4 separate regions of the Mus musculus genome follow, and regions 1, 3 and 4 are each linked to region 2. A link is a contact called in public promoter capture Hi-C data. All regions are on one chromosome and are shown on one strand. The core of a region is the stretch at or near the end of the contact, and the rest is flanking DNA. Distances in the headings are between cores, read along the strand shown. Region 1 holds the start of Utp18 (UTP18 small subunit processome component). Region 2 holds the start of Cox11 (cytochrome c oxidase assembly protein 11, copper chaperone). Region 3 holds the start of Ankrd40 (ankyrin repeat domain 40). Region 4 holds the start of Tob1 (transducer of ErbB-2.1).

Region 1 (6,226 bases), core at 2,389-4,888, 3.2 Mb before region 2:
TAAAATCTTTTGGCTTTACCCATTTATTGGTCATGTATTTGAAACCCAAAGACCAAAGACAACTTGTCTTTGAAGTTTATGTGGAAGGTTAAATCTCCTGTTGCTTCTGTGAAATGGGGGCTTTACTATATAGTCCAAGCAAAGCTGTATCTTTACTACATAGTCCAAGCAAAGCTGTATCTTCGGACGCTTGGGTGGTGGGCTTAAAGGCATGCACCACGATGTTTGGCCTAGACAGACATGTAAAAAGTTGTAAAGATAAAAAGCTGAGAAGTAATGAATTAGCAAGTCAAAACAGCTGACTTCTCCACGCTTAATACGTGGTTATTCAGATCACCTGAGGAATCCTGGCTTTCAGTCACTTCGTACTTTCAGTCACTTCATACTCTAATGACTATGACATTAACATGCTGTTTTTACTCATAAACTGCAATTCTGAGTCTGAATGCTGTATTTTAACACAATTTAAAATAATTTGCTTTGTCTTTATTTACAAAAGTAACTAAGGGATGAGGGAAACACCCAAATATCTTGGAAGACAGATAATGAGATCCATGTATAGCTAACCATAAAAAACAGAGTAATGACCTCTTTAAAAATAAAACCAGTTGTTCCTGTCTAGTATGTTTAGCATGCAAATGCTTTTAAAGTCAAATTTTATCATGACAGTTCATGCTTAAAGTTAGCAGGAAAAAACTTTGGAAGGCGATACTGACTGAAACTTTGGTGCGTAAATAGCTCTAAGTTTTTACAGCTAGGATTCAAATCCATGCTAAAACACTAGTGAATAGCCCTGAAAGAAAATGGCTAGAAACCCTGGCTCACCAGAGACATTAAGAACAGTCACTTATTTGCGACAGCATCTGCTCTAATCTGCAAGGCATTTGCAATACTTCAATATGGGCTTCCATATAAATAGAAGCTATTTGTTATTCAGAGGAGACAGTGCAAAAAGCCAGCTATTTTCTTTCTAAACACTCCTTGGTGTGAGGTAAACAGTCTGAAACACACAAGAGCAAACCACCAGCCTCTACCACAGACTGGGGAACAGGAAGACGCTTGCTTTTCTTTACCAGTATCAGGAGCAACTCCTGGGAGTTAAGCACAGCAGTGGGTGCCAATATATATTTGCAAGTTAACTACTAAGTGCTAAGTTCTGGTGCATATTAATGTAAGGGGTAAAAGATTAAAAAGTCGGGCTGTTGAGATGGCTCAGTGGATAAGAGCACCCGACTGCTCTTCCAAAGGTCTGGAGTTCAAATCCCAGCAACCACATGGTGGCTCACAACCATCCGTAAAGAGATCTGACGCCCTCTTCTGGTGTGTCTAAAGACAGCTACAGTGTACTTACATATAATAAATAAATTAAAAAAAAAGATTAAAAAGTCAAAAGTAAACAATAAATTGTAACAAACATTTCAAGTCTAAGAATTCTTACACTTACACACATGAGGGGTGGGGTGGGGGTAGGGGAAGACAGGCAGGTTCGAGCAAGTTCTTAGTAGGTTAAAGGTGTCTGCTCCCAATCTTGATGACCTGGGTTTGATTCCTGGTTCGCACATGGCATAAGTTAAGATGACTACCTCCACCTGTTCTCTGATCCCCCACCCCCACCCCCGCCCCCACCCCCCAACAGCATCCTATCCTATAAATAAATAAACGTTACAAGAAGCATTTGTGAGAAAGGGCCTTCCTTTTGGAGGGGGCATGGGTTTGCAAAGACCATGAGTCAAAATGATGAGAAGGAATAGTTTTGATCATGTATCTTCCAAGTATTGTATTTATTAGTTTCAGTACTATTCCTCCCCCAGGCCCAATTTTACGCGTTCTTAGAAAAAGTGATTTAGCAAAAGGCAAATAATGTACATTGACAGTACCAAGGATATGGTGTTAAAAATGTCCTCATCGCAAAGAGGACTACTTGTGAAACAGTCATGAAACCCCCACATAGCAGTTCCCTGGCTTCCCAGGGAATAGTTTCAACCATCTTTAGTCATGGAAGCAGCACACTTGATACCGACCCAGCAAAGTTTTCAGTTGGCCCTTACCATCTCTTTACTCTCCCCATCCCCCTCCCTCCACTTCCCTGATGTTCTTTCCTGGCATACAAAATATAGGCCAATGAGCAGTGGGTGGGTGAGGAGGATGTGAGAACAAATTTGAGAAGTAAAAAAGGGAGCAACTTAACCAGGACACGACATGAATGAGACTGAAGGGTCTAATAAGGGCAGGCAAGTGAATATCAGAGACTGAAAGAAACCGAAGGTGCTTTCCTAGGCTGCAGTGCGTGGTATATGGATGTAGGGTTAAGTAGAGGTCAGACTACCTACCACTCGTCAGAAGCTGGGCTGCTTTGGGTGACTTCTAGTGTCTCTTCCGACTCTGAAATGTCAGGATTTCTTTTTCACAAAGGAGAACGTACGGATGGTGGAAGCCCACTGACTTGGAACCCTCAAGTAGCAGCCTTGGCGGCTGACTCCCCGATACCACTCCTACGTCTCCCTCCCACACGTGCCCACCCCGCCCCCTTTCAGTATCAGCACCTCCACGTGCAAAATGCCTCTCGGCGCTGGCTCTACAATGGTGGGCTCCGTCTCCAGCCAAGCCCCGAAACTCTGTATGCTCCTGCCCCCACACCCCCGAGAAACCACTCTCCCACCCTTGGCAGCTAAAAAAGGCAAAGTCTCCTATCTAATCTTTCCCTTCAAGCAGAACGGGGTTGGGAGGGAGCAGAGGAAAAACTTTCTTATGTTTTTTTTTCTCCCTAAGAGAACCCTAAGTCAGGGGTTGAGGGGGGGAGGGGAACCCCTGAACGTTTAACGGCCAGTAGGGGGAGGGGAGCTCCGGAGACGGAGGGGGCGTGGGATGAAGAAGCAGGCCCGCGAGTGGGGTCCCCGAGCTGCGGCGTTCCGGGGGCCGGGCAGCCGCAGGCGTGCCCCCCCCCCTCAAACCTGGCACACAAAGCGGCCGCTGCGCTCGGCTCTCACCAGATCCTTTGTGTTTTCCATCAGGGCCTCATGGGTAGGGGCCGTCCGTGCTCCCCGAGCCCGCGGCGCCCCCTCCCCCCCCGCGAGCAGGGGGCCGGTGCCTCTCCCCGGGACTGCGGCGACTACAGGGGGGACCCCCGGCTGGGCCAGGGCCAGCGACAGCAGTGGCAGCCCCCGGATTTCCCCCCTTTTAACTCGGGTGGCCCCAGGATATCAACAACATTAGCATAGCCCTCCCTCCCCAGCGCGCCTGCGCCGTGACCCGCGCCCCGATTGGCCCACTTCCCCCACGTACCCTCCTCTCTCCCCTCCAGCGTGGGACCCTCGGCAGGCGCCGTACTCTAAGGACCGTACCAAGACCACAAGTCGATGAGGTAATTGAGGGCGCGCGGCACGACGCGGGGCTCAGAATCAGCAGGGCGAGAAGTTTCTTTCAGCCACTTCCATTTGGACTCCGGCCTCCCCGAGTCCCTTCCAATATGTTGCCTCCGAGAAGTTGTGTTGGGAAAAATTTCCACTCCAGTCACGCCGCTTCCCCCTCCACCCGGAAGATCGGCCTTCCCTGAGGAACTCCCACATGGGGCGGGGCCGCCGGACGGAGTGGGAGTGACGTAGCGCGCGAGCGCCGGTCACGTGGCTTGCGGCGGCGCAGACTCCTTCCGGCTCCCCGGGGCCGGGCCGAGGAGAAGAGCGAGCCGCCCCGGCACATGCGCAGTGGTACTCCACGTGAACGTCGGCGTTTTCCCCTCAGCCCTGAGGATGCCGCCCGAACGCAAGAGCCGGACGAGACGAGACCGGAGAGCCGGCGCAACGCCGGGGAGGAAAGCCAGACCCGGGAGCGGCAGCACGCCCGCAAAGGCCGCCCGTTCATCCCAACGGACACAGCCGGCCGAGCCGAGGGCGGCCCCTAGCGCGGGATCCGCGGCGGCGGCGGCAGAGGAGGAGGAGAGCCGGCTCCGGCAGCGGAACCGCCTGACGCTAGAGGACGATAAGCCGGCCGCCGAGCGTTGCCTGGAGCAGCTCGTCTTCGGCGATGTCGAGGACGACGAGGACGCGCTGCTGCAGCGGCTGCGGAGCTCGCGGGTGAGGAAGGCCTGCCTGCCTGCCCGCCTGCCTGCCTGCCGAGCGGGCACACGCTCTGGCGGGGCGCGCGGCGGGAGGCGAGGCCCCGGGGGCGGAGCCTGGAGGTGGGGGGGACCTGTGGCGGCGAGTGCTCAGGTGGGAGGGACCGGCGACCGCGGGCGCCGAGGGGCGCCGTCCGGCTCTTTCGCCTCGGGTTCTGGGCTGCTGGCTGGCGAGGGCGGGGACGCTGCCTTTCTCCGCCCCAAAGGGGCTGCGGCGCTTCGCATCCAGCAGGCGCTCAACTGTCGGCTTGGTTTGCCAAAGGATGTCTGCAAAGTAGAGTCGCTCATCTTCGGGCTCTTACACCCTCTGCTGGAACCACAGGGGTGACCGTTTGATCACCTGTCGCGACTCCGCGTAGTGGATGGAACCAATACGTGGGCAGAAGGCGTAAAGCTGCATTTTAATAACATCGCGGGGTGATACCCACGCCCAGCTTTTGAGAACGATCAGTGTGTATTCATCTCTAACCTTTCTTTGGTTGCTAGCTCTTGTAACAATTGCAAATCCTTCCTGATTGATGCTCTTTGCGCTATTATTTTTGTTCTATACCTGGTCCCTGGACTAAGGGTAGAGACACAGCAGTGGAGGAATCCCACAAGAACCCCTCTTGGAACTTGTGTTAGTAGTGGTAAAAAAGCAAGATAAAAGAGACAAGACTAGTAAAGTTAAAGTATGTTGGTGGAGAGGAAAATGAAAACATTTGAGAAAGGGATTTAAATATATGTGAAGACGTCTTTTAGATAGGGTAAGCTGACTGACTCAATGGGAATATCAGCATTTGCTTAGTTCACCCTTTGTGTGGGTGCTTTGATGGAGAGCTGCAGCAGCCTTCTTTGGGAGGTGGAGACCAGTTATGTTAAGAGCTGTGGGACAGTTCTGTATCCAAAGGACTCACTTGATGGGCTTTGAAAGATCTTAAATCAGCAGTGCTGGTGGATACTGCAGTTGGCTCCTTGGACACTGCCCTGTAGGTTGGGAGAAAGCTCAGATCATTTGAAGGGTTTTTTTTTTTTTTTTTTTTTTTTTTGAGTGCTAGGTTTAGGTTTCGAGTGTGTGGGTGTGGTATAAAGTTTGAAGAAGGTGGAGATGGAGCACATAGAACAAGAGATACTCCTCATGAGGCTATGAGACACAGCCTATGTTGTGTGGGATTCTAGTAGGCCCCGGGCTCTGTAACTGTTGGGCTTTGATGCTTGCTCTTTACCTGCCGGCGGCTTACCTTTTACCCTTGTCTACTGCGGTCTTTAGCTTTCCGTGCACTTCCCCCCCCCCCCCCCCTTCTATCCTGCCTCACCTGTCCTCATGGTGGTTCTGATCTCCTTTCCTGCGTGCTCCTTCAGCATGTGCTGTGGTTGTGTTCCATCACATTATTTCATCAGCACACCAGGAAAGCAAAAGCATTCTATAGGCTATTGTAGTATAAGGAGTGTGTGTGCGTGCATGTGCTTGCGTGTGCGCTAGCAACTTGTTGGAGAATCACAGTGGTTTGACGATGGTGTGTCTCTGTAGGGTCAGCTACATGGAAGCTCAGATGAATCGGAAGTGGAAAATGAAGCAAAAGACATTTTTTCTCAGAAGAAGAAGCAGCCAGTTTGGGTGGATGAAGATGATGAAGATGAGGAAATGTAAGTTAGTCATTTTGTTCAGAATCCCTCTGGATACTTTAAAAGTTAACTTGTAGATTTTTACAAATCACTGCCTGGGAAAGTATGACTATATGAATAACCAAAACATTTGGTGCACAGGAAAAAGGTTCATAATTCGTATCTGAGAGAAAGGTACTCACTGTTTCATTGCACAGCTCATTCCCTGCCTGTCTCGTGTGCAGGATGGACTGCTTAGATAATCATTTCAGTTACATCTTAGCTTCCTTCCTCACTGGATGGTTCCTGACTACCAAGGGCAAGTTTGGAATCTACCTCTTTGTAAAATGAGTGTCAGAACAGTGGCTGTCACAGAAGTCCGTTGGACTAAATGATGCATAGAGCATTTCTAGCCTGGTGCCTGGACTGAGTAAAGGCTTCAGGTAAAGCTAGCACGCTGTATTTGCTTTCTCTATGCAAAGTTATATTGGAAGCAAGGGGAGTTGTTCCTTGTATGAACCAAGTACAAAT
Region 2 (6,565 bases), core at 2,427-4,926:
GTCAAAACAACCCGGAGATCCCACCTCACACAGTCAGAATGGCTAAGATCAAACACTCAGGTGACAGATGCGGGCGAGGATGCAGAGAAAGAGGAACACTCCTCCACTGCTGGCGGGATTGCAAGCTGGTACAACCACTCTGGAATTCAGTTTGGAAATCCTCAGAAAATTGGATATAGTACTACCTGAGGACCCAGCTATACCACTCCTGGGCATATACCCAGAAGATGTTCCAACATGTCATAAGGACACATGTTCCACTATGTTCATAGCAGTCTTATTTATAACAGCCAGAAGCTGGAAAGAACCCAGATACAGGAATGGATACAGAAAATGTGGTACATTTACACAATGGAGTACTACTCAGCTATTAAAAACAATGAATTCATGAAATTCTTAGACAAATGCATAGAACCAGAAAATATCATCCTGAGTAAGGTAACCCAATCGCAAAAGAACACACATGATATGCACTCACTGATAAGTGGATATTAGTTCAAAAGCTCCAAATACCCAAGATACAATTCACAGACCATATGAAGCTCAAGAAGAAGGAAGCCTAAAAGTATGGGTGCTTTGGTCCTTCTTAGAAGGAAAACAAAATACTCACAGAATCAAATATGGAGATAAAGTGTAAAGCAGATACTAAAGGAAAGGCCATCCAGATACTGTCCCACCTAGGGATTCATCCCATATACAGTTACTAAACCCAGACACTATTGTGGATGCCAAGAAGTGCATGCTGACAGGAGCCTGATATAGCTGTCTCATGAGAGGCTCTGCCAGAGCCTTACAAATACAGAGACAGATGCTCTCAGCCAACCATTGGACTGATCTCCGGGTCTCCAATAGAGGAGTTAGAGAAGGACTGAAGTAGTTTAAGGGGTTTGCAACCCTATAGGAAGAACAACAATATCAACCAACCAGACCCCCCAGAGCTCCCAGGGACTAAGCCATCAACCAAGGAGTACATATGGCTCCAGCTGCATATGTAGCAGAGGATGGCCTTGTCAGGCATCAATGAGAGGAGGGGTCCTTGGTCCTATGAAGGCTTGATAGATGCCCCAGTGTAGGGGAATCAAGGGCAGGGAGGTGGGAGTGGGTGGGTGGGTGGAGTAACACCCTTATAGAAGCAGGGGGCGTGAGGACAGGGAGGATAATATTTGAAATATTGTAAATAAAGAAACTATCCACAAAAAAAGTAGACATTTCAAAACACTTGTACAACTACATTTCATGAATTATATTTCACAATTATTGAGTGTAATTATTCGTGGGGTGGCCTAGCGTTTTGAAATGACCTTAGACAGGTGCACTAGACACTCACATAGATCTCTGTTTGCTGAGGTCTGAAGTTCCACTGGAGACTGGCATGAACGTCAGCATTGAAGGTGACCTTAATGACCCGGTCCTTGACAGGCACCATGTTCTCGATCTGGTCTGAGGAGTGCCCGGCCACTGCTGATCCTCCAAGTCCAGTAGTCTACAACAGACACTGCATATGGTAAACAGCAGGGTTTAGATCTTCACGGACTTACTGCAGAAAAGTAACATTTGGAAAGCGATTGAATGTTCTACTTGGAGCCAAACTGTATGCTACCTCTGGCCATTCTTGTAACTGCATCAACGGTTTGCCTATATTTGTTAAAGTGATTCCTACTTTTGAAAAGCAAAATTTGAAGACAAACTATTAATCTCTGAGAGGATACCAAATATTTTCAAGTGTAACTTTCATTAAACACAGTCCCCTTCGCTGGCTAGTATATTTTACATAAACTATTATTCACTTAAAAAGTTGAACCAAACCTGGTCATTTTAACTTAAACAAGGAATCCATGTTCCTGTGTATACTTTTCTGTACCATGGGTTTTATAGTTCAAATTAAGTTCATAACTTTATTCTTATATTCTGCTTTCCTAGGGCATCATGACTGTTTTCCCACTTGGGAGATTAATGTTTTCCTGCCTCTTAGCTGTAATTCTCTGCATACACACCTATTTACCCTTCATCACAGTTAATGAGGCCCTGACTTTCTTCCTCTTGTCTGGCTACCCTGCCCGCCAACTACCCTAAAGTAGCAAAAGAGTAATTTGTGTCTGACGTTTCCCCATCACCATTATTTCCTCATTAGAGGTAGAGGTGGTGTTACTTCCAAGGTGTACACACTGCTGCCTGAGGTTATCACAATTCTCACTGCCAGATAATTCACCTTTCTTACACCAGAAAAACAAAAAGCCGAATGAGGCTAAAGGAAGATGCAAAAAAAAAAAAAAAAAAAAAAAAACCCTACCATATTAATATTTTATTATCTTTCTTTCACTTGTTACACACGTTACTTAGCTTTTTCAATTTCTCTCAATATTGTCAAATTAAACTTTAATCCTAAAAGAGAAATCATAAATTTGACCTTAGTTAACAGGTAAGGATATGATTCTGTTTCAGAGACTCAGTTTTAAGATGAACTATTTTTTTTTTCATAAAGGATTTAAATCCGCTGAAGAAAAAGCAAGTTAAGTGTTCCGTCTTTCAATAACAAAACAATTCCTTATATATTCTAGGGACATGTTATTGAAGTTTCTCAAGTTTGGTGTTTAAACTAAAAGGTAGAAAACAGAAAAATAATGTCCTGGGCTCAAGCCTATATTACTGAGTCTGTCACAGTTTTCCTGGGTTACATTTTAATTTGCTCATGAAGAGGGACCATTCTATGGCTTCCCTTATTTATTTATTTCCTTCTCTAAAACTCGTTGATTCCACAAGTAACAGGGCATTCTTTTGGAAATATCGGTGCTTAACGTGGAACTTGATTTTAGGGTTTTTTTCCTTTTTTTTTTTTTTTAAACCTCAGGCTAACCCAGCCTAGCCTGATGATGCTAAACTAGCCTAGGCTGATGATGCTAACCTAGAATGAGGAAAGCTTGAACACAGGAGTGTCAATTCCATTTCTGTGGGTCTCGGCACCACTGTATACTATTAGCATTTTAGGTTGGACAACTATCTGGGGCAGGGGAGGTGTCCTGTGAACCTCCAGGTATGCGACAGCCGCTCTAACTCACCAAGTGTCAGCGGTACCTTCTCCCCGCGCTTCACAGAATGGCTGTGCTGATAGCCCTTTGAAGGGTGGCACCAGCTCCATCATTACCGGAACCGGCTTCCACTTGCAAGGTTTTTTAGTGACCTTGGGCACGTCCTTCCCGGTCTGGATCCGAGGCGACGCCCCCCTCCCCCCTCCGGCGGGTGACCTCGGCCTCCCCGGCAGGGGGATGGCTCAGGTGGGATCCGTGCCGCGCTTCGTCCCCTCCCTTACCTGGCAGTAGAGCCGATAGAGGGGCACCGCGGCGTAGGAGGCCCCCAGCATGCCCACGGCGGCCGCGGCCACGTAGGTGAGCACCGTCTTGTTCCGCCGCCGCCACTCGTCCTCCTGCGCGCGCTGGAAAGGGTTGCTGCTCCTCGGCCGCCGTGGCGGCTGCGTCGCGGGCCCCCGGACCCCGCACGGGCGCTTCCATGTCCCGAGGCGTCTCAGACCCCGCTCCGCGCCTCCGAGCCCATCCCACCCGGGCCTAAGCACCAGCTCTGCGTTCACCACAGTCCGCCCTGACCACCCGGGCTGCCTCCAGCCCCGGCCACACGAAGCCACCAACCTCCATCCCGGACACCAGAGCCCTCCCATAACCCCCCGGAAAGAATGCCCGCCTGGCGGGGCCGCTGGCGAGATCTCGCGAGACCTCGCGAGTCTCGCGGTACCCGGCTTGAGCCTCCGCTGCTGCCTTGACTACCAGATTCCACAGTTAGCAGTGGCGCTACGGAGGCCGGGTGGCCCGAAGAGGGTAAGTTCGCGTTTTCTTGCTAAGTGACTGTGCCTCGCACTTTTGTTTCCTTGGGATGCTTCTTTAGTTTACTTTGCAGAAAATGCATTTGGGCCTTCGGCGTGCAAGCTCCTCACTGGGGCTTGTATCCCCATCTCCCCAAACTTCGCCAGCCTTTGTCTCGACCTAGCGGCCCCCAGCGGCAGCTCTGCCGCGGGGCTCTCACTTGGGGTTCGCTCAGCCCCGTTGCTTTCCGCCGCTGACTGAGCGCAGGCAAACCAACGTCCCTCTTTCTGGAACACTTAGTATGAGAACCGCCTTTCTCTCCAACACCCCGACCTGTGCATCTTCTCAGCCCCATGGGCAGATGTCTCCCACTGCGCTCATCACCCCTCTGCTGTTTACCCAGCAAAACCATTAGGTCAGACAGCCGCCGAAAAAACCAAGTTTGTTCAGAATAGAGGGACCAGGACAGGAGGGCCTTTAAAGGAGGGACTGAAGGAATAAAGACGTGCATCTTGCAGGCACAGACCCCTGGGAAATACGCTAAAGCTTTCTTCAGTTCTCTAAATGTTCCACAAACAAGGACCAATAAATATTAAATAGCACTGAGAGCAGATTCGGAGGTTAAGCATCAATGAATTTACACAAGTCTTGTCCTTGCATAAGTTTAATTTTAATATGACTTCTCCGTAACCTGATGGCCCTATTTCGTGAATGGAAATCACAGTAATTCAAGGAGGGTAAGAATATAATATGATTTTTGCCATTGCTTGAAGCATAGTAAGAATTTTATAAAAGTTAGGTCATTTCTTTTTCAAAATAATGGTTTGGTTTTATTAATTCTTTGAGGGTATTTTACTCTGTATTTGGGTCATATTCATCCCCTACTCCAGGCTCCTCCCAAAACTACCCCCCCCCCCACATTATTATTATCCAGAGTCCAGGCTGAAGGCGAACTAACTCATTGATGTGTTAGTCTGTGAGTGTGATCGGTGTGATCAATTGCACCATTAAAGAAAACTGACTTTCCTTCTTCCAGAAGCTGTAAGAAGCCAATAGCTCTCTCGTGCCCACCTTTCCACCTCCATAAGCTAGAGCTTATTTCTGATGGCCTCTGTGGGTCTAACTATCCCCACATTGTGGATTGGAACCGAAAACTGGAAGAGCTATCAGTCAATCAGCACGTATTCCTTGACTCTCACTGAGCCATACACCTTTTTAGTTTGCTGGGGACATTCCAAACTAAGTCAGGCACAATCACTTTTGTTATTGACTGCAGCCTCTACTGAAGGACTCAGAAAATAAATGTAAAATAAAGGAATTTCAACTAACAGTGTCTGCTATGAAACTAGCTGATGATGGCATGAAGTCATTGAGAGTGACAATGAGGAGGGTAAAAGAAGGTCTAAAGAGGTAAAAGAAGGTCTTCCTGGGGGTGACATTTGAGCCTACTCCCAAACTGTGAAAGAGCTACCCACGAGACAAAAATCTCACATCGTACACAAGTCCAGAGACAGAAATAAGTTGGATAGGATTGAATATCAACAAAGACAAACAACAACAAAAAAAACCAGGGTCCGTGTGGAGCGTGCAGAGCGAGCAGAGTTAACAGTGAAAGGAAATGGGGTCACAGCAGGTACAGACACCTGATACTACAGAGCTATTTCAGCCATGGCTAAGGGACAAAATGGGAGTGATCGGATATGATTTGATTCACACTGCAGGAAGAACATGATGTAAGTCACACGGTGAGAATGAGCAGGGCAAGGGGAAGCAGAAGTGAGGGGCATCTGCATGTTAGTGACAGTGGAGATGATGGCCTTGAAGAAGTAACTGAATAGTGGCCACAGCGCTGAGGGCTGTAGGCATCGTCTAGGACATCACTCTAGTAGGTGGTCACTGAAGTTACAGACTTCTCTTCTCCCATCTTGGTATGACAGTGTTTGGTCACCCTTTCCCTCTACATGTACTTTCATTCTGATACCAGATTGTCAACATTTTGCTCTCATTTTACTTTTCTTACTGCATAGACTCAAATTCCATATGAGGGGGCTGGAGAGGTGGCTCAGACCTTAAGAGCGTTTGCTGTTCTTGCAGAGGACCTGGCTTCTGTTTCCTGCACTCACCTAGGGACACAGAACTGTCTCTGACTTCAGTTCCTGGCTTCTTCTAGCTTCTTCAGGCACTGCACATACATGGCACCTACACGCAGACAATATACTTGTAAATGTTTTTAAAATCCTATGCTAATGCTAATGTGCTTAAAGCTAACAATATATTTCCTTCAACTATTTTCCCTTTCCAGCTATTGTTTCTCCATATTTTTCAAAACAGCTGTATAAATGTGTCAATAATAGGGTTGCAATCATGACTGCTTTCTTATTAATTGAAAGTGAATATCTGAGGAACAGCCATTTTGATAGCAGTAAAGTGATGTAGGTCTTTCTAGATTTCTCTTTTAATAAAATGAAATAGGTACCAATCCAATTCCTGTATGATAATGAAAAATAACAGCTCATGTATATAAAAGTGTTTTTGGATGGTAGCTAAAATGTTTCAATCTCCAATATTCACTTTGAAATGATTTAAAAGTTATATAAACATTGCAGAAATAATACGTTCCCAACTTATCCTTCACCTGGTTTCCAAGATCTTAAAGATCTCTGTACTCTTGGAGACGAGGGCAGACAGACGATATCCTGGAACTGTAAACTGGATCCTTGCATGAGTGTTGATTACAAGGACACAGCACAGGC
Region 3 (7,280 bases), core at 2,065-4,564, 3.7 Mb before region 2:
TTTCAGGGTAACTTTATATGTCTCCCAACATGTTGCCTAATAATAAGAAAATAACAATAGCTAACACAAACATAATACTTTACATGTTGGACCCTGTTCTAAAAGCTCTGTTTAATCTTCAAAATATCCCCTTAGGATCTGGGTACAGTGGGGTTTGCCTATAGACTCAGCTATTCAGTAGACCAGGGTAGGAAGAGGGTAACTTTGAGGACAAGGGTTAAGACCAGCCCAGGCAACACAGCAAGGCCAAGTCTAAGAAGAAAAGGAAGAAGGAAGGAAGGAAGGAAGGAAGGAAGGAAGGAAGGAAAAGAAAAGAAAAGAAAACCCTACTACTGTGAATATTCTTCACTCATTTTACAGTCAATGAAGCTGGGTAACTAGCAAGCAAATAAGCAAATTATATAGTGTACTAGGCGGATATTAAGTGTCGTGTATCAATAAAGCAGAGTAAGAGATTAGGAACTGGCAGGGCTGGGGGAAGAGTTGCACAATTTTTAACGACAGGCAAGGAAAAGCCTTAGCATGAAGCTAATATTTAAGCTAAGATCCACATGAGGACTGAGAGCAAACCATGGTGTGTAAGAGAAAAGCTATCAAGACAAGAGGGAAGGCAAAATGCAAAAGTCTAGAATCCAGGCTGTGCTGTTGCTCCAGGAAAGGCAAGGAGGCCAGGGAAGAAGTGAACAAGGAAGCAAGTCAGGAGATGAGGCCCAAAGGTCAGGGAAAGGAGTGCATATTGGCTTCTTCTCACAGTAACATGGGAGCCACTAGAGGACTTTGAGTGAGGTGATCCAACTGTTCCAAGTCAGGGTAAGGCAAGTAGACTAGTAAGGATGCTAGTAGGAAGACTCTGGAACTATCCTGCATCACAAGTGGAGCTGGCTGGCTTTGTATCACAGTGTAGAGCTTGTGAGAGGTAGTCAGATTCTATCTGAACATAGAGGCAGCAGAACTGGATGACGGTACGTGGATGTGAAGGAAAGACAGGGACCAAGGACAGTGCCAAGCTTTGTGGTTTGGTTCATATAAGAGGGCAGGATGCGAAGAGCTGAAAGCATTAGGCCAAGAGCATAAGGCAGGATAAAGGGAATCTAGGAATTCACTCTTGGATTGAATAGATTGGAGCTGGAATTAAATCTATAGGAAGCCTCATCATGTCACCTCAAACTCACCTGATATACACTGTATATCTAGCACATGGCAGGCACTGTGCTGAGGGACTCAGATGTCAGATTCCTTTTTCAGCTCTAACAGTCATGTAGACCCACTAAATCCCAAATTTAGTAATTTAGGAGCATTTTTAAAAACTGAATGGTTTACTTAATTTTCCTGGGGTCTCAGTTTCTTCATCTTTAAGATGGAGAAAAATAACAATATCTCCTGATTACCCTGAGATAGGTTAAGTGTTTAGAACCACATCTGTGCCATAGAGCAAGTTCAATACTTGGTAGCTATTTTTCATCTCAATAAATACTAACAACACTTCTGAAAGACCTGGAAAACAAAGTAACTCAGGCAAGACCACACAGCTAGGCAGGCAGAACCTGCAGCAAGACCAGGCTCATTGTTCTGTAAAACACCGCCTCCCAGTGCCAAAACAGGAATTCACAGCTCTTGGACGCCATGGCAAGGCAAACACAGCTACAAGTGTTTTGACTACAAATGCTTCAAAAAAAAAAAAAAAAAGACTAGAAATTAGTGTCCACTGTCTCCAGGCTGTGGACAGCTATCCAGGCTAGTTTCTTTAGGGAAAGGAGTCAGACAGCTTTCTTAGGAAATTAGGAAATCTCATTTCTGACTCTGTTATCATATTGACAATTGTGCAATCAGGGCAAGACACTCTCTGGAATTCAAATGATCTCCAGTGCCCTTTCCATTCCAAAATGTATGGCTCGATTTACTGGGGGGTTTAAAATTCAAATTTAACTTTAAACTGGCAAAAGAGGCTAGATAAGCATTACCTGAATTAAAAAAAATTAATTGTAAAATGTCAAAAAAGGGTAGAAAGAAATACCACATTCAGTAACTCGAAACTAAAGATTTAGCCGGGCGTGGTGGCTCACGCCTTTAATCCCAGCACTTGGGAGGCAGAGGCAGGCGAATTTCTAAGTTCGAGGCCAGCCTGGTCTACAAAGTGAGTTCCAGGACAGCCAGGGCTATACAGAGAAACCCTGTCTCGAAAACCAAAAAAAAAAAAAAAAGAAAGAAACTAAAGATTTGTTCATATCTTAAAATGAGACAGACTCTGTATTGGGAAGGAGGCAGATCTGCTAGCCGACTTGTAAAGCCTTGGGTAAATTTCTCTAATTGGAAATTGTACTAAGCAAACAAAACACTCTACAGGGCAGACAAATGAGTCTCCCCTCAACAGGCAGCTGTAGGCAACAGCCAATCACTGTGGCATTAAAACAACTGAGGCAGAATTATTATGCAAGTGGCGAGGGTTTTGTAGTTGTTCCTTTTCTCCTGGTCTTGGCTAAAGAAACCGTGCTGGTTTTTTAAGATTGGCATTTGCTTCGTTGCTTATGCTTTCATCTCTGCACGAAGTGTTCTTCAGAAGCGCCCATGGCAAACTAATTCAAGCTTGATGAAATCCAGAGCAGAGTCGCCGAGAATCAAAGCCTCTATGCATCACCATTTGGGCCAAGTTAGAGCCAGGGGGCGCGCGGGGGGGGGGTGGCGTGGGTGGGCTCCAGTGTCCCGGAGGGCGCTGGCCGCGGTCAACCACAGAAGAAGGTATGGTTTGGGGAGGATGCGCTCCTGACTGCACCAGGCAATGGGAGATCGGGGCCAGTCTCGAAAGGGCCACGACCTGAGAGGCCTGGGGCACCAGGCGTCACCTTCGCCTGCGTCCTGGGTCACGGCTGACTGCTCCACGCCCCGAGCTCGCAGCCCTGAACCCTGGGCCTCCCCCGCTCGCCACTTACCAGCCGTTGACCTCATTTTGCGAGTTCACATCCACCCCGCTCTCCACCAGTTTCTGCACCTCCCGAATGTCCCCCAAGGCCGCCGCCTCCCGCAGCCTCTCCTGCTGCTCCTTCTGCTCTAGGAGGGCGCTCATCTTCCCCAGGGCCCCGGGCCCCGGGCCGCCCCGCCCCGAGCCTGTCAGCGCCGCCGCCGCCTCCGCGGCCGGCTCCCGGCCATGGGGAGGGAGCGCCGGGCTCGCCCGCCCCGCTCGCGCCTCCGCCCGCGCCCGGCCCAGGGCCTCGTGCGCCCGCCCGCCCACCGACAGCTCCCTGGCTGCTCGCGGCCCCGCAGGCCCAGGCCTCCTCCCCCACCGCGCCTCCGAAGGCCGGCTCCGGGGGACCCTATTCGGTGTGACAACATTGACCTAGATACTTTTCGTTCCCACCCGCGGCCCCGCCGCCCCGGCCGGCTGTTTATGTAACCACCGCACTGGATTATCTGCTGTGATTCATGGGCTATTTTTAGAGCTCCCACCCGGCAGCTTCCAGCGAGGAGGACAGACACAGGAATAGTTGCGAGGCGGAGGGATCCGACATTGTCGTTTGAGAGCCAGAAAAGCCTTATCCTCAGGAGCAGGCTGTTTAGCAGGCATTAAAAATAATTGGTGGGTTTCCACCCCCACTCCCCCAAGATTAGTTAGCTCTTTTTTTTTTTTTTTTTTTTCCATCTGAGCCAATTTTTACCCAGCAGGACGGGAAATGGGCTGAAAAGGATCCTACTATAATATGCCCATTATTTGCAGAGATAGATGACACTGTTCTTTCTTATTTTTGTCAGTGCTTGGGACCATTCAGCTAGAATATTTATTTCAGCTGTTACTGTTTTTATTTTACCCTTTATCGGTTTTAGACAGAAATTCTTCCAACTTGGCTTTCATGAAGATTAACATTGATTCTAGTTTATAAAATGCAACTCGTTATAGCTTATAAATTATAATTAATTATTCTGAAAGTCATCTAAGGAAAGACGGAGGGCGGGGCGGGGCGGGGGCGGGCGGGCGGGGGGAGCTCTTTGTCATCCTAGTCCTGATTCCAGGCACTGAGGGTAGAGCTATGGTGTGTTCATAAACAGCCGTGTGCAGTACTCCATGCCTAATCTAGTTAATGAGGCTCAGAGCCTTGGTTGGCACTGTTCTACTACCCAATGGGACAAGCAGAAAATATTGTTTTGCTGAGCTCAGGTGCCTTGGAGAGATCCCTGATGTGGCACTGGTGAGAACTTTGCAGATGGGGTGAAAAGATTAAGGAAAACACCCTGGGGAGGCAGAGAGGAGGGCCTGAACAAAGCCAAGATGAAACAGGAAGGGGTACTTTTAGGTATAGCGTCTTTATTTCCATTCTTCGGGGTTGCCCAGGGCACACAGCATGCATTTGTCTTGTTACTGCTTAAGAAAAAGCAACGTCTGTTTATTATGATACAGTAATTCACACAGTACACACTGCACACCAGGAGTGATGAATATCAACTGACTAAACACTTAAATTGACCCCGGTGGCAAATTGGAACGCGGCTTGAGCCTACACTTGGATTTGTTTCCACAGTTTAAAATTTAATTCTCGGATCCAACATAGTGCTCCATCTGAGGCTGATGGGAATGGCATTGAAACTCAGTCTTTAACACAGTCTGAGGGACAAGAAATAGCAGTCTTTTTTTTTTTAAAGGCAATTTAAAAAGATTGTAGCAGGCTGGTGATTTGGCTTAGTGAAAGAGTACTTACCCAAACAAGGCACAGGGTTTCATCCTCAGAGTGGTAACAAACAAAGTCAAACAGCAGCAATGACATTAAATTAGGTGCGCTCCAAAATTCATGGTTTTTTGTTTGTTAAATTTTCTTTCCTTAAAAGAATTATATCGGGCTAGAGAGATAAGCCAACAGTTAGGAGCATTTGTTGCTTTTGTAAACGAGGCCCAGGATTTGATTCTCAGCACCAACATGGTGGCTCTCAACCATCCATCCGTAACTCCAGTTCCAGGGGATCAGATGCCCTCTTCTGACTTCTTCAGGTTTAAGCATCCACATGTGCACATGCATACATGCCAGCAAAACACATGCACATGGAAACAAAACAAAACAAATAAAACTGAAAAGGGAGCCAGGCAGCCACTTTAATCCCAGCACTTGGGAGGCAGAGGCAGGCAGATTTCTGAGTTTGAGGCCAGCCTGGTCTACAGAGCGAGTTCCAGGGCAGCCAGGGCTATACAGAGAAACCCTGTCTCGAAAAAAAACAAAAACAAAAACAAACAACAAAAACTGAAAAGGGAAAGAAACAGAAAAAGAAAGGCGACTGACTGTGAGCCAGAAGAGTACACCAATAAGCATGACCAGCTCAACAGCCCTGCCTCTGGGTTCCTGCCCTGCCTGACAGCCTGCCTTGGCTTCCCTTGATAATAGACTACAAGTTGGGAAAAAAAAAATGGCCGGGCGTGGTGGCACATGCCTTTAATCCCAGCACTTGGAGGCAGAGGCAGGCGATTTCTGAGTTCGAGGCCAGCCTGGTCTACAAAGTGAGTTCCAGGGTAGCCAGGGCTACACAGAGAAACCCTGTCTTGAAAAACCAAAAAAAAAAAAAAAAAAAGAACTAAGAAGTGGATGGTGATGGCACATACCTTTAATTCCCCAAACTTGGGAGGCAGAGGCAGGCGGATTTCTGAGTTTGAGGCCAGCGTGGTCTACAGAGTGAGTTCCAGGACAGCCAGGGTGATACAGAGAAACCCTGTCTTGAAAAACAAAACAAAACAAAACAAAACAAAACAAAATTGGTGACCTAAGACAGGATCCAAGCTTAGGTCCTCAAGCGCTCTTAGCAAGTACCTTTCTGTCTGAGCTATCTCTTTAGCCCTGAATTCACTTTTTAATCTCTTGACTTGAAACTGTTGACAGACCTATATGTTTGTTTTGTTTGTATGTATCTCTTTCAGTGCTGAGGATTCAACCTATAGCTTCCCACATGCCAGGGTAGCTCTCTGCTTGGAGTTCTACTTCTCACCCAAGAAGCTGTTTTTCTTTTTCTTTTTTTTTTTTCAAGATTTATTTATTTATTATATGTAAGTACACTGTAGCTGTCCTCAGACACTCCAGAAGAGGGAGTCAGATCTTGTTACAGATGATTGCGAACCACCATGTGGTTGCTGGGATTTGAACTCCGGACCTTTGGAAGAGCAGTCGGGTGTTCTTAGCCACTGAGCCATCTCTCCAGCCCAGAAGCTGTTTTTCTATTTTGGCTTTGTACTATGTTTCTGTTTGGTTTTGACTTTCACATAAGTAGAGTGTCCCAGTAAAGAGGGTAGGCATGAGTACTAAATTCAGAAAGGAGATCTGAGGTGGAGGTTGGAATCTAGCACTCAGCAGCCGAAGGGGCTAGCTGAAATTTTGCAAACGGAAGAGATAATCCCAAGGGAGTTCGTGAGTACCCAGAGAAGATGGCCAGATAGAACACTGAAAAACTCTCAAGAGTTCTAATGAGGGAAAGGAGAGAAAGTTTCAAAAGAGCTTGAGGATGAGTAACTGAGAGTGGGTGGGAGGAAGAGCAATGGAGTGGGCAGGGATAGTGATGAGTGACACACAGGCTCAAGAGCCACAGAACGGATAACCTTAAGATCCTTTGTGACCTTGGAAAGTTATGGGAGAGTTGAGGAGGTGGCTTTGATTTTTCTCATTCTGTCAAGGCTGGCCTTTAACTGTGTAGCCAAGGACAATCCTCCTGCCTCGGCTTCCCAAGTGTTGTATTTTAGCCTTTTGGATTTGCTTCCAACTAATTTTCCAACCAACCCATTCTTTTTTTTTTTTTTTAAAGATTTATTATTTCATGTATGTGAGTACACTGTAGCTGTCTTCAGACACATCAGAAAAGGGCATCAGATCTCATTACAGATGGTTCTGAGCCACCATGTGGTTGCTGGGAATTGAACTCAGGATCTCTGGAAGAGCAGACAGTGCTCTTAACCACTGAGCCATCTCTCCAGCCCCCAACCAACCCATTCTAGTTCAACTTCATGAGACTCAAAGAATACTTTTAAAAGTTCCTCTTCTAGCAGACTAACAGTTTTCTTCATTGTTATCTATTTCATGTTTTGGAAACTTTTTTGCGTTTCTTAACTGTAAACTCTTCAGATTTCTGTTTGAGGGATATATGCTAACACACTGGGAGGCTGGGGTGGGAAGACTGTCGGTCTTGAGTTCGAGGCCTCCATTTTCCACCTTACCTGGTTGGAGCTTTGCCACACTCCTCAGTCAGTGCCACAGGGAGCTGACTCCTCCACTCTGACAATAAAAAGGTTCTTTCCCTCTTGCTAATAAAGGAATTAAGAACCT
Region 4 (6,494 bases), core at 2,040-4,539, 3.6 Mb before region 2:
TTTGTTTTGTTTTTTTAGTTAGCCATAACAGGCTGGAATTGCTGGTTAGAATACTGCATGTTATTTAAGCTAAAATTCAAGCCGTCTACAAAAGACTTCTCGTTGAGGCCTCCGTAGGCCGCAAACACATCAAAGGCATTGCTGTACTGGAGGGGACTGAGGTTGAGGGGGCTGTCACCTGGGAACATTCCATTGGTACTACTACCTTGACCCTGCATGTTAGGAAAAATAAATTCCTTGGCATTGGGAGAAAGAGCAGAGGTTTGCTGCTGCTGCTGCTGCTGCTGCTGTGGCTGCTGCTGCTGCTGCTGCGGTAGTGGAGGCGGCGGCTGGGATGATGACGGCTGCTGCTGCTGCTGCTGCTGTGGCTGCGGCTGTGGCTGCTGCTGGCTGCCCAGGCCCAGCCCATACAGAGAGTGCACTGAGGAAGAGATGGCTTTCTGCTTCAGGAGGTCGTTCACATTTACAGTCAGGCCCAGGTTGATCGGAGAAGTGCGAGCTACCTTGCTGCTACGGCCACTATTCTTCATTTTGGTGGAGCCGAACTTGGTGGCAGCAAAAGTGGCAGTGGTAAAGGTTAAAGGCTGCGTGGACCGGGGCATGAAGGTAGGGCTGACAGCAGCAGAGTGGCCGAAGGGAGGTGAGGGAGAGCTGGACACGGAGGAGGCCGGGTCGCTTATGGGCATGAACACCTGGGCCTCCGGGTTAAAGCTGTTTTTGATCTCCTTATCCAGCTCACAGCCGGTTTCACTACTGTCGTCCACGTACAGCACCTTCACTGGTCCCTTTTCGCCGATCTGGTAGGAAACCTCAAACGGGTCGATCCAGACACTCAAATCCTGTGGCAGATTGCCACGAACATCGTCAATGTCCAAACCACTCTCTTTGGATGCCTGCTCGATCACGGGGTCTACCTTCTCCCCCACGTGTATACATCTAAACCCTGAGCCTTTGTATGGCTTTTCAGGATACCAGTGCCCTTCATATTTCTTCTTAAGAAGTCTTTCAAGCTCTTCACCAAAAATGTTGACACGTCTCCTGGGAAGCTTATTGTACAAGTAAGAAATAATAAAATTGAGTGCTACTTGGATTTCAAGCTGCATAGCTGCGAAGCCACAAAAGTTAGCTTTGTTTCAACTCCTCCACCAGAAAAATAAATTTTTTAAAAAAAAAAATCAGTTTGTGGCAGAGAAACAAATTCTCATTCAAAGTGCTGGTATTAGAAGATTATCCTTCAACCTTCCCGTGGTCTTGTTCCTTTAAGAAAATAAAACAAAAGCAAACACATCCAAGTGAGATCAATGTAACAGCTCCAAAGCTTTCTACCTGAAGCAATTTTATTTTTGAAAATGTCTACTGGGCTAGAAAGACTGGAAATGACCGCTGGAAAATAAAAGGAACAGACCATAAAAAAAAAAAAAATCCTCTTGCTAAAGTTCAAGACAGATTTATAGTTAAAACAGCATTCTACATACCACTTCCCAGCAGGACTTACAGGACCTCCAGAACATGTATCCTTTATGTTTCTTCTCGCACAGTGTTTACTAACTGTACTGCACACTCATCCACCCACCTACCCGTACACTCCACTTTTACAAGTTGGTCATTAGTTTCCTTGCTAGTCACCATTTTAGAAGTGAATCCCTAGTTCCTTTTGGAAACATCACATTTAAATCTGCTTTATGTTAAATATTCGGAAATGTTATAAGTTACAAAATTATTTTTAATTTTCAAAGTACCTGGTACTAAAATTAAAGGTACTAAATGAGTTGTCATCTTGGTAAATGAAACCAAATTATCCTCTCTAGTTTTAACCATGCCAAGGGCTCTCACACTCTTGCTCTTCTGGGAGCCTTTTTCTTTTTTATTGTGTACTGCCCCCCCCCCCCACACACACACATTCTGAAATTCCTCTCAGCTGCAAGTATAAGAAAAACAAGCAGCTTAAAACTCCTATTGATTACTCTGCTTAAAGGGCAGAGTTTCTCAGTTTTATTCTTATTTTTAAAAGCCATCTCCTTCCCTCTTCGGATAAACGGGCAGTCCCTGGAGAGGCTGGAGCGAAAAGGTCGACCTTTAAACGTTTGCTGGATCAGCACTGGGTGGGGATAAGAAAAGATCAAGGGCAAAGAGAGGTATTTCCAAGGGAGAGCTATTTGTACAACGAGGTTGATCAAAAAGGGCATTTAAAATAATCAAACTGGTGTGGATCCGTCTGTTCCATTTTCCATATTCTTGGTGACAAAGGGCAAAGAATCTCTCGTGTAGCCCCCAAACTACACTTTCCAAGCCGAAACCCAAGAGCAGGCAGAGAAAGCAGATTCAGCTGGACTGCTTGAAGGTGCAGCCGAGCCCAGACAGGCTGGGTGGAAGGTGGTTTTTAAAGCAACGCCTTAACACAGGACTGTGAAGAATTACATAAACAGCCAGTTGGGTCTCATTAGATTTCTGCTCACAGCGCTGGGAGCCCGAGCGCTACAGCAGCAGCAACAGCCAGAGGAGGTGGAGGTGGAGGAGGAGGAGGAGGAGGAGGAGGAGGAGGAGGAGGAGGAGGAGGAGGAGGAAGAGGAGGAAGACTACTAGACTTGCTCCGGGAGGAGGAGCTCGGCCCGGGGAAAAGGAGAGCAGGCTCTTTAGCTGCCTCAGGGACGCGGCCCGGGCACCGGCAGGTCGCGGCGCGGGCCGCCCAGTCTTCCCCTCCCCCGCCGTAACCTGACCCTGCCGTCCCCCACTCTGCTCCCCGCTCGAGGCTCCTGGGACCTAGCCAGCATCCCGGAGCACCGGTCCGGGCCCGATCCCTGTATCCCGGCGCCCCCTCCCCCTGCCTGGGCGCCGCTGCCCCCACCCCGGGTGCTCCCTCCTCCCGGTTGCCCGTCGGCCGTCAAGCCTCCGGACCAGGTCCCCGGAGCCACTCCATTCCCTTGGGTCCCCGAGGCCGCCCCTCCACACCCGGGCTCGCAGGACGCTGCAGCCACTCCCTCGGCCCCTAGCCGCCGCCCCGCCGTACTTACAAGCTGCTCCGGAGCTGCGGCCGCCGCCGAGCCGCGGCTGGGCGGGGGAGAAGGGGCAGCGGGCGGGGGCGCGGGTGGGTCGGGAGCGGCGAGGCGACGGGGTGCAAGACGTCGCCACCGCCGGACACGCGACGGACGCCTCGGGCGGGTCCGGGAGCTCGCTGCTCTGGCTCAGGGGTGGCGGGGACGGCAAGCTTACACGAGCGCGCTCGCTTCTCTACACAGCCCGGCGGCCCGGCCCTGCGTCCCCGTACAGCGCCCTCTGCGCGCCGGGCCAGAGCTTCGCTCCTTCTGCCGCGGCGCGCGCCCCGCCTCTCGTTTTATAGCCTCCTCCCCGCCCCCAGCCTCCGCGGGGGTGCGCGCCGCTCGCGTCACAGTCCCGCCCTCCCCACCCGGCACCCCCCGGCCGCGCCGACTCCGCCCCTGCCCTGCCCCCCGACGCCATTGGCCAAGTCCCGCCTGCCCACGTCCAGACGGCCGCTGATAGATGGTCACGCCTCCTGAACGCCGCTGTGACCAATGAGCTGAGAGTCCCGAGAGGTTGGGGGAGGGGTTAAGGGAGGCCTTGGAAGGGGATTGGACAAGGGTAGGGATGGGATGGTAGGGATGGGGTGGCAGGGCCCGGGGGCCTGGGGGTGGGGGGTGGGGGGTGGGGGGGGAGGAGGGGGAGCAGGTGGCGACGCGGCGGGGACCGGCCGGGAGGGGCAGCCGAGGCTGGGGGAGGGAGGGCAGAGTACACGGAAAAGGCTGCTTCCGAGCGAGTGCGACTGTGGCCGAGGAAAACCCCACTCCTGGGCGAGCTAGCCTGTGGGTCTCAGCCCATCCCGGGGTAACCGGGACTCGTGCTCCCGATTCATTGAGTATTAATCCCCGCAGGGCCTAGGCCAACTGCCACCCCGAGAGTGACAACTGCAGAACCTGGGGGTGGGGAAGGGAGGCCACGTCGCTGCACCTCCCGCACAGGTGACAGTTTAACTGCCTCTGCAGCTCCCCCTGGCCAAATCTCCCCGGGTCACCTGGCAGCAGCTCGGACATGAGGGTTGCTTGAGACCGTAAGAAAAAAAAATTGTCTTATATCAAACGTCGCAGAGAGCGACACGCTGCCAAACTGCCTGTGTGACTCTGTGTGCGTGCCCACGCGTGCATTTTGAGAACTTTCACCCAGGCCCACAAAATAAACACGAGGCCTCGCTGAGGAACCTGCGAGAGTTTATGAACTGTGCACAGGTGTCCAGGGAATAGGGACGCCAGGGACTCTAGGGGCGCGGATAGGCGCCGTTTCCACAACCTGCAGCCCAGAAATCCGAGTTATCGTCCGGAGTGGAACGGGGCGTTCCTCTTGGCTAAAAATAATTACTCACAGGTAGCAACGATGCCTGATTGGTCGCACTGGACCTTAGCGGCCAGACGATTGGCTGTCTGGTCTCCAGGAGACCGACGTCAAACTCGGACTGGGTAAAGGCGAGAGAAAGTCGAGGGGGAGCCTCGGAGAGAAGGGGGGGGGGGGTTGGGGGGGGGGAGAAAGCGCAGCAGTGAATGAAACGCCCAGGGCCCTGCCTTCCCCTTCCCTGTCCTGGGCATTCGGGCCATGCTTCCTGGAAAAAAACCGGTCCCCGTGCTGCCTTGCCCTTAAACACTGCAGGGCGGGCATTTCTATGCCTGTCTAGAGGTTAAAGCACAACTCACCGTCTGTGTAGCCCATCTGTACCACCCAGGGCACAAACCCTGGTCTACGCGACCCGCCAAGAGCCTTTTCATTTTATAGATGCAGAAGTCTGGATGTAGCCTATTATTTTGCACTCGGACCTGCTTGCGTGGGTTCCCACCTCCTCTTTTAGAAGGAACAGCTTTGAGAAAGGATATTTCTAAAGTCTCACAGCGTGTGAGAATGGGAGGGTTTGTGGAATGGGCTGAGGGGTGGGGTGGCGACCGGTCAGGTGACCCATTTCTTGTTTATTGCACAGGTTCCTAAAACTTGGGTAGCGTTTTTTTTTTTTTTTTCTTAAGAACATAGAAGTTTTACTCAAAAACGCTTTAAATTCTGTTTTATTTTTAGTATTTCGGCTTTTTAGTTGCAGAGTGGAATTAGATTGTGAGAGCATGGTGTTTAAAATGGAAGCATCTGGCAGCAAAATATTTTAATATAAATTATTCTTCCACTGTTTTCCTTCGTTGTGTGGTTTTGCTTTTCTAGTGTGAACGTTAATTTGTCACTGAAATAAGGCATTTTTAATTCTGTAGTTAGTTGGGCACAGAAATTGCAAGAATCTAGGTAAGATATTTTGGGACTGGCTTACCAAGAGAAACACTTTATCTTTTATGTGCCCTAGAAGCACAATTTATTACCATTAGGCAAATGTTACTGTACCAAACGCTCAGAATTACAGACACATGTGCTGGGCCATGTGTCTTGATTTGTGATTTGGAAAATATATCACTATAATTAGGGAGCATATTAGACTTGGCTGAGATTAAAATGTCTAACTAAAAATAGATGAATCATAATTTTGTTAAGCTTGTGTGTACTTTTCAAGAATTCTCTAGAGGAAACGAACAGGTATCTTTCTCTCTGACTTCTTCCCTTCTGAATTTCTCCAATCTACTACAGTTCAAGATCTAAAGTAGTGAAGCACTTATCTCCTAGGGACTGGTTAAATGCCAGTAACAGCAGCTCTAAAACGTCCGAGTTAGCTGGGAATGGTGACTCACAGCTGTAAATCCCAGCACTCAGTTTGAGACAGGAAGATCACAAGTTCAAAGCCTGCCTGGACGACAAGGCAAGTTCCAGGCTAGCCTGGGGTGCATGTTTCAAAAATAGATAATTAAATAAAAACAGACAAAATTATGGGTTAATTCCAGAACTCTTGAGGGTGGGGGTAGGGAGTGTGAGAGGGTCTCAACCCAAAGACCAATACTGCTATTTTATTCAAGTCTTGCACTTTAAAGGATCCCTCACAGCTAGTTACCATTTATCAATTGCTTTAGAATTCTACATCAGTGTAGGCTGCTAAATCATCACTTAAATTCTATGAATTTATAGAGATAAAAATATTGAACTCAGGCTCCAGGCAATGTCGAAATCAAGGAAGTCTCCTTTGGAACTGATAACTCAGGCCTGTAATGACATGCACTTAGAGGGCTGAGGCAGGAGGATCGAAGTCCAATGCTTGTCTGGGTAACAAAATAAGTTCAAGGTCATCTTGGGCCACAGTGAGAGCATGTCTCAAGAAATAAGAAAGATCTGGGGCTGTAGCTCAGTAGTACACGCCTGTAACCCCAGCACACCTAAGAGTCTGAGGCAGGAGGATGGCACATTTGTAGCCAACCTGAGCTACACAGTAAGATCCTATCTCTACAGAGCTTTTGGTTGTGAGCCTAGCCTTTAATGGTAGAGTCGTCACTCTGGCCCCCTATCTCAATAATAAATAACTTCATACCTTGTGGCTAGCATAAGAGTTCGCTTTCCCTTTGCCTATCATGCAC

Evidence for each region. Promoter capture Hi-C pulls out the DNA fragments that hold promoters and counts their contacts.
Region 1: a contact with region 2 is called in a promoter capture Hi-C map of second pharyngeal arch cranial neural crest. The contact joins the promoter of Utp18 here to the promoter of Cox11 in region 2. A contact is called at or near these places in 7 of 39 promoter capture datasets (the C10 cell line, cranial neural crest, frontonasal cranial neural crest and 4 more) and 5 of 484 Hi-C or Micro-C datasets (B cells, embryonic stem cells, nephron progenitors and 1 more).
Region 3: a promoter capture Hi-C map of pre-B cells shows a contact between it and region 2. The contact joins the promoter of Ankrd40 here to the promoter of Cox11 in region 2. A contact is called at or near these places in 2 of 39 promoter capture datasets (cranial neural crest and pre-B cells).
Region 4: a contact with region 2 is called in a promoter capture Hi-C map of pre-B cells, with 4 times the contacts expected there. The contact joins the promoter of Tob1 here to the promoter of Cox11 in region 2. A contact is called at or near these places in 3 of 39 promoter capture datasets (cranial neural crest, hippocampal neurons and pre-B cells).

What each region holds. Positions count from the first base shown.
Region 1 is chr11:93,883,178-93,889,403 of GRCm38.p6, reverse strand. It overlaps Utp18 (UTP18 small subunit processome component), which reads left to right and starts at 3,638. Exons shown (of 14, transcript NM_001013375.1): 1 at 3,638-4,070; 2 at 5,622-5,737. The coding sequence starts at 3,747. It overlaps Mbtd1 (mbt domain containing 1), which reads right to left and starts at 3,233. Exons shown (of 16, transcript NM_134012.4): 1 at 2,988-3,233. RefSeq lists enhancers at 3,321-3,354, 3,367-3,409, 3,604-3,636 and a cis regulatory region at 3,616-3,623.
Region 2 is chr11:90,635,295-90,641,859 of GRCm38.p6, reverse strand. Cox11 (cytochrome c oxidase assembly protein 11, copper chaperone) reads right to left here and starts at 3,676. Exons shown (of 4, transcript NM_199008.2): 1 at 3,308-3,676; 2 at 1,328-1,483. The coding sequence starts at 3,670. Stxbp4 (syntaxin binding protein 4) reads left to right here and starts at 3,752. Exons shown (of 18, transcript NM_011505.2): 1 at 3,752-3,827.
Region 3 is chr11:94,324,035-94,331,314 of GRCm38.p6, reverse strand. It overlaps Ankrd40 (ankyrin repeat domain 40), which reads right to left and starts at 3,314. Exons shown (of 5, transcript NM_027799.2): 1 at 2,928-3,314. The coding sequence starts at 3,061.
Region 4 is chr11:94,208,249-94,214,742 of GRCm38.p6, reverse strand. Tob1 (transducer of ErbB-2.1) reads right to left here and starts at 3,289. Exons shown (of 2, transcript NM_009427.2): 1 at 3,012-3,289; 2 at 1-1,257. The coding sequence starts at 1,103. The coding sequence ends at 15.